2 separate regions of the Gossypium hirsutum genome follow, and region 2 is linked to region 1. Evidence: chromatin contacts called from public Hi-C data. All regions are on one chromosome and are shown on one strand. Each heading gives the region's core, a stretch centred on a gene start, on an enhancer-like site or on the middle of the called end of the contact. The rest is flanking DNA. Distances are from core to core; before and after follow the strand shown.

Evidence for each region. A called contact is a pair of places that touch in the nucleus more often than the background predicts.
Region 2: a contact with region 1 is called in a Hi-C map of leaf, with 2.8 times the contacts expected there. The contact joins two enhancer-like sites. A contact is called at or near these places in 13 of 34 Hi-C or Micro-C datasets (callus, leaf and petal).

What each region holds. Positions count from the first base shown.
Region 1 is chrD01:49,613,915-49,617,052 of Gossypium_hirsutum_v2.1, forward strand. No RefSeq gene overlaps it. Among protein-coding and RNA genes, the nearest start is that of LOC107921421, 8.3 kb to the right of the region's middle. Within about 2 kb of position 1,632, at least 5 of the 9 cell types and tissues checked have an H3K27ac peak or open chromatin away from gene starts, as enhancers often do.
Region 2 is chrD01:49,766,937-49,770,152 of Gossypium_hirsutum_v2.1, forward strand. LOC107921293 (a long non-coding RNA gene) reads left to right here. Exons shown (of 4, transcript XR_001691007.2): 4 at 1,394-3,049. It also overlaps the pseudogene LOC107921328. Among protein-coding and RNA genes, the nearest start is that of LOC107921293, 3.9 kb to the left of the region's middle. Within about 2 kb of position 1,500, at least 3 of the 9 cell types and tissues checked have an H3K27ac peak or open chromatin away from gene starts, as enhancers often do.

The sequences.
Region 1 (3,138 bases), core at 382-2,881:
GAAACCTGAAACTCTGTCTTTAGTATGGGGCCCTTGAAGGCTCCAAGACCAAATGGCCTTCATGCCTTATTTTATCAGAACCAATGAGAGACGGTAGGTCAGGATGTGTACAATTGGGTTCAAGGAGTGTTTTCGGGCCAGCCTTTTGAACGAAGTATTAACAGAACTCTTTTGGTTCTTATTCCAAAAAACCAAAGTCCTGATTCCATTTCTCAATTTTGCCCAATAATTCTCTGTAATGTTTTACTTAAGATTGTGACAAAGATTATTGCTAATCGACTCAAGCCTATTTTTCCTTCACTTATTGCACAAAATCAAGTGAGCTTTATTACTGGAAGATATATTACAGACAACATAATTGTGGCTCAAGAGATAGTGCATTCGATGCGTATCATGAAAGGAAAGAAGGGTTGGATGGCTATAAAAGTAGACCTGGAAAAAGCGTACGATCAAACCCAATGGGATTTTATTGAAGACACTTTCTTGGGTGTTGGTTTTCCTATGTTGTTGGTGAGAGTTATCATGGAATGCTCATCTTCTGTTTCTTTGCAGGTTGTGTGGAATGGTAACCTTTTAGATGTGTTCAGTCCATTAAAAAGTTTACATCAAGGCTGTCTACTTTCACCATATCTTTTTGTTCTTTGTATGGAAAGGTTGGGACATCTTATCCATAAAGAGGTGGATGATAAATCTTGGAGGCCTATTTCTTTAGGGAAGAATGGTCCAAAAATTTCACACATTTTTTTTGTTGATTACCTCTTTTTTTTTTTACAAAAAAAATATGGATCAAGCAAGAACGATAAGGGAAGTTTTGGAGATTTTTGGTTTGGCATTGGGACATAAGGTTAACACTAAAAAAACAAATGTTTTCTTCTCCAAAAATGTTGCCTCCGATGCTGTTGCCGAAATCTGTACTGTTCCTGGGTTTAAAGCAACAACTGATTTGGGAACTTATTTGGGCATGCCTTTGTTCCATCAACAGGTGACAACTAGTACTTTCAAATTTATGATTGATAAGGTTTGAAGGAAACTAGATGGATGGAATGCTAAACTTCTTTCTTTAGCAAGAAGAGTTACGCTTGCTTAGTCAATTATTCTGGCCATTCCAAATTACTTTATGCAAACTGTCAAGATTCCTTCAAGTGTTTGCACGATCATAAAAAAATAACTCGCGACTTTGTTTGGGGAAAATCATCAACTAGTCATACGCTTTCCTTAGTTAAATGGTTAGACTGTTGTCAGCCTCTGTCAAATAAGGGGTTAGGTATTCACAACTTTAAGACTCAGAATGATTCTTTTCTGTTGAAATTGGATTTTAACCTACTCACGAATAAAAATGCATTATGGGCCAGGGTTCTTCGATCCAAGTACAAGTTTACAGATGAGGTTCCACTTGATATTTTGAGAAGTTCGTGTTAATTTGTTTGGAGATCTCTTGCAAAAATTTGGCCACTTTTATGTCAAAACATTGGATGGTCAATGGGTGACGAGACTCTTGTTAAATATTGGACAGATACTTAGATTACTAATATTGGTCCTCTAATTAATTTATGCCTTAATATGAATCTTATCGATTGTTTGGCTACACTTCGAGATATGACTGCGACTGATGACAATTGTTACTGGTCCTACCTAAACAGGATTTTGGATAATAATTCCCTTTCTTATATTGCAGTTATCCCTGCCCGAAGCCCATTAGTTGGTCCTGATGCTTTGGTTTCGAGATGTTCGGCTAATGGGTTATTTACGGTGAAGTCAACTTATAACTCTCTCATGAAAAATCTTTTACATCCTACGGAGGGAAAATAGAGGCTTGCTTGGCATTTCGATGGCCCACAATGTGTCAAACAATTCCTTTGGTTGGTTTTTAAAGAATGGTTACTCACTAATGTTGAATGCCATAGAAGAGGTATGTCTAATAATCCATTATCCATGTTCCAGAATCATCAGTGGAAGCCACTTACACTAGGATCCATTAAATTTAATGTGGATGGGGCACATAATCCTTATTCGGGGCTAGCATCTTTGGCGGCTATGGCTAAGGATGAATGTGGCAATTGGCTTTGGGGAATCGGAAGAAACATTAGGAGAAGTAACATTGAGCAAGCTGAGTTATGGTCTATTTATGATGGCCTCCTATTTACGTGGAAGGCAAAATGGAAATATGTCATTGTTGAAATGGATTGTGTTTTTGCTATTAAATCCATTCAAGGTAGATTTCAAGGCCAGCTGAATAGAGATTTAACTATAAGAATTATTGAACTGTGTCGAAGACAATGAGGACAGCGATCCAATATGTCTCGAGAGAGGCTAATATGATTGCACATGCTTTTGCTAAATTGATGAAGTAATTTCCTGTTGGTTCACATGTTTTTCAAAATATACCTTTAATGGTAGCAGATCAATTACAAAGAGAGAATTCTTCATTTAGCTTTGGATACTATGGTTAATGTGTAATTGCTATTATTTTATCAAAAAAAAATAGGAATTGACTTTAACAAAGCGAAAATGAGTTAGGAAAGTGAAATGAAAATTTTTTGAGCCAAGTTATGAATTAACATTTTGAGTGGCACTCGATAGTGCCCATTGCAATCCATCACTGCGATAGTGAAGTAAAACTTGCTTTATTTTTGTTGGCAATTCAATGAAACAAAATCTTTGGGCTATTAACTTAGTTGATATTTTGAAGATATAGAAACCTATCTATAGAAACCAATACGTTGCCTACGAATATTGGATTGGAGAAGATTGAATCAAATGCAACCCTTGACTTATGAGGATTTGTTCGGATCGAGTTGTTTTGCTAAGATGACTATATCTCCATCAAAGTGTGATTTATTGGACTTTATTAGTACATTATCTTTACTATGTTGTAGTTGGTAATTTCAAGGAATTGTTTTGTATTCAATCTCTAGTATGATAGCAAGCCGAACCTAATATAGACTTTGAGGTTTGTATAAGTTATGCAAAAGAGCATATTGAGAGCACTTTTTTTTGTTCATTAAGGAACTTATTATGTAAGTGCAATTGAACTATAGATCTTTAGTGTTTACAATCCAAGTTCTCATAAGGAGGATTTAGAGGTGAGTCATCTAGTTTTATGTATAAAGGTGATATCTCTATAGTTGGGGAGTGATA
Region 2 (3,216 bases), core at 250-2,749, 150 kb after region 1:
ATCATTTGCAAAAAAACAAATGGGTGATTTATGGGGCTTGCCTACTAACCCGAAAGCCATTTAGAACTCCCCTTGACACAGCCCTTCTAAGAAGAGTCGACAATCCTTCACCACATATAAGGAATAAATAAGGACTAATAGGGTCCCCTTGGCGAAGGCCTCGTGACGGGAAAAATAACTCACACGCCTTCCCATTCATACCCACAGAATACGAGACCAATGTCAAACAACCCATAACTTTCTCAATCCACCTATCCGAAAACCCTGTCCTTCGAAGCATAACATGCACAAAATTCCATTCAACCCGGTCATAAGCTTTACTCATATCTAGTTTTAACGCAAATAACCCTTTCCTCCCAATACGTTTTCTCTTCATAGAATGTAAAGTTTCATATGCAGCTATGATATTATCCGTAATGAGTCTTCCCGGTACAAAAGCACTCTGTGCTTCATCAATACATACATGGAGTATCTTTTGAAACCTATTCACCAACATCTTTGAAATGATTTTATATAAAATATTACAAAGACTAATAGGTCTAAGTTGAGTCATGCACCGAGGAGAACTGACCTTGGGAATTAAAACAATTCTTGTATTGTTAATTTCAGCCATATTATCAACCCCTGCATCGTCTCAATACAGAAATTAGCTACATCTTTACCCACAATATGCCAAAACCTTTGGTAGAAAATCGCCCCTATCCCATCTTCGCTAGAAGCTTTTAACGGGCTCTTGGCTTTAAGAGTTGAACACACCTCTTCATATGTAAACTCCTTCTCAAGGTCCTCGTTCATCTGTTAAGAAATACATGGCTCAACACCTTCCAAAATTGAGCTTGGATCTCCAACACTTTTCGCTGTAAATAAAGAAGTAAAATAATCAGTGGCCAACTGTAATAAAGCATCATTGTTCGCATAACTATTACCCTCGCCATCCACTAATTCTTCCACCTTGTTCTTCCTACTCTGATCCGTTGCTGATTGGTGAAAAAATGGGTATTCCTATCCCTATTTTTCAGCCAATTTGCTTGAGCTCTCTGTTCCCAATAAAGCTCCTCTCTGTCCACCTGCATATTAATTTACAGCTTTGTCTCCACAATATCCCCTAGAATCTCGTCTGTAAGAACTTCTTCATTAAGTTGAAACAACTGTTTTTCCAACTCTTTCTTCGTGATGTTGAGCTTTGTCTACATAATCTTTTGAAACATGGGATTTAACATGATGTAATTATTTATAAATGACGTGTTGAGAAGTGATGTTAACTTATTAATTTAGCAAAGTGATTTATTAGCATGTTTGATTGTTTAAATGTTTTATTATTTTCAATTCAAATTGTGCTAGTACCATTAACCATTTAATGCCTAGCGTGGAAATGTGTTTCTTGTGTACGCAGGTCTCGACGAAGATAGGTCATGATCGTTTAGTTTGAAGGTATCCAAAGGTATTGCAACTCAGCTCATGCTAAATGATATATTTTATTGTAAAATATTTAAATATATATAACTAGATTTATCCATGAATCGAATGGCCCACATAGTGTAGTAGGCTTAACTTGACTTGGGTCAGACTTGAAAAAAGATCTTTGTTTCTAAAATTGCTAAGTTCGACCTGAGTTCAGTCTAAATAATAAAAATAATTTAAAGTTTAAGTTTAATTATAAAGGAATAAAATTATTTTTTATTAGTATTTGAACAGTGAAACGTGCAAACATGTTGGGTTGGGTCGACCTAAAAATGAGCCCAGATTTGATTTTTTTTAAATCGAGTCATAGTTCAACCCGACCTCTATATTTAAGTGATAAAATATTTTTTATTAAAATTATGAAATTATATTTTATTATTTATATAATTATATTTAATATAATATAATTTAAATTTTTATTTAATATGATATGTTATATTATTTATTTAATTATACAAAATATTTTTAAAGGTGAATCTAAAAATATATATATATTTGCTATTCAATGTTGTAGGAATTAGTTATTTTTTTATATCAACTATAAAATGAAAAAGAGTAGACCATTCCATTGAATGAGCCATTTCCCTTATTCAGTGATGAACGATGAACGATGCATGATTCATTAGTTTGGTTGAAAGAATGGCTCATTCAATGGATAAATTTTACTGTTACAGTTATTGGATGCATATTTACAGTTAACTTTAATCTAATTAGATGAAAATTCATTTATTATTTGCATACCATCAGGACTTGTAGGCCTGCATATGAGCTATGCGCTACTATGGTCCAGTTTCTAGAACCTAATGAGGCCATACTCTTCCTAAAATGGCTAAACAAAAATATAGCATTACTGGGCTAGACTTTCAAGCATAAACCAACCCAATTGGTCTTCTAAATTATGGGCCTAATTAACAAAATTGGGATTCTAATTTGCGTTAACCTAGTCACTTATTAATTTTCTTTTTAAAATTTTAATTAAATCCGTTACACTTTTACTATAACAATATTGAAATGTGATGAAGTGACATTAATAACTAATAACACAACAACGCGTGGAGTTTAAAATTATAACATATAACAAATAAATAAAAAGATAAAAAAAATCTTTAAAATGTATAAATTTATAAAAAAAATATAAAAATTATTTCATATTCAAAATAAATTTAGATAAATAAATGTCCATATTCAAATTAACCTGCACATTATTTTAATAGGTTCACTAAAAGCGTTCTCTTTTTAGTAATACATAAATATCGAAGCATAGAAAATCAAGTACAAACATATCAAATCTTCACAAAACCTCAAGGAATTAAAAAAAAAAAAAGACATAATAACGAACAATAGCAATTAAAATGGTTTTTACTTAAACAAATCCCTAAAATAAGTCATGGAATTGAAAACCCGGAGAAATCTCTCTCTTTCCTTTGAAGCTCATGTTAACCGATTAAAACCAAGAGTTTTTTTTAATTACCTTTTGAATCCTTTTCAATTTCGAAATTAAGCAAATTAGTCTTTCTTAAAAAAATTTAGAGCAAATAAAGACAATTAATCACAGAGTTAATGTCTTCCATCAATTGTATATGATTTTGATTGGTATAATGACAAATTTAGAATCAATGTTTATATATTTTGTCATTTTGGCCTTAATTCTAAAAAATTCAAAAAACTTAGCCTCAATATTTACACATTTACACAAATGTGGGAGGATAAATTTGTTAATTAGGACCAAATTGATAGAATGTGTAAACATTGTGG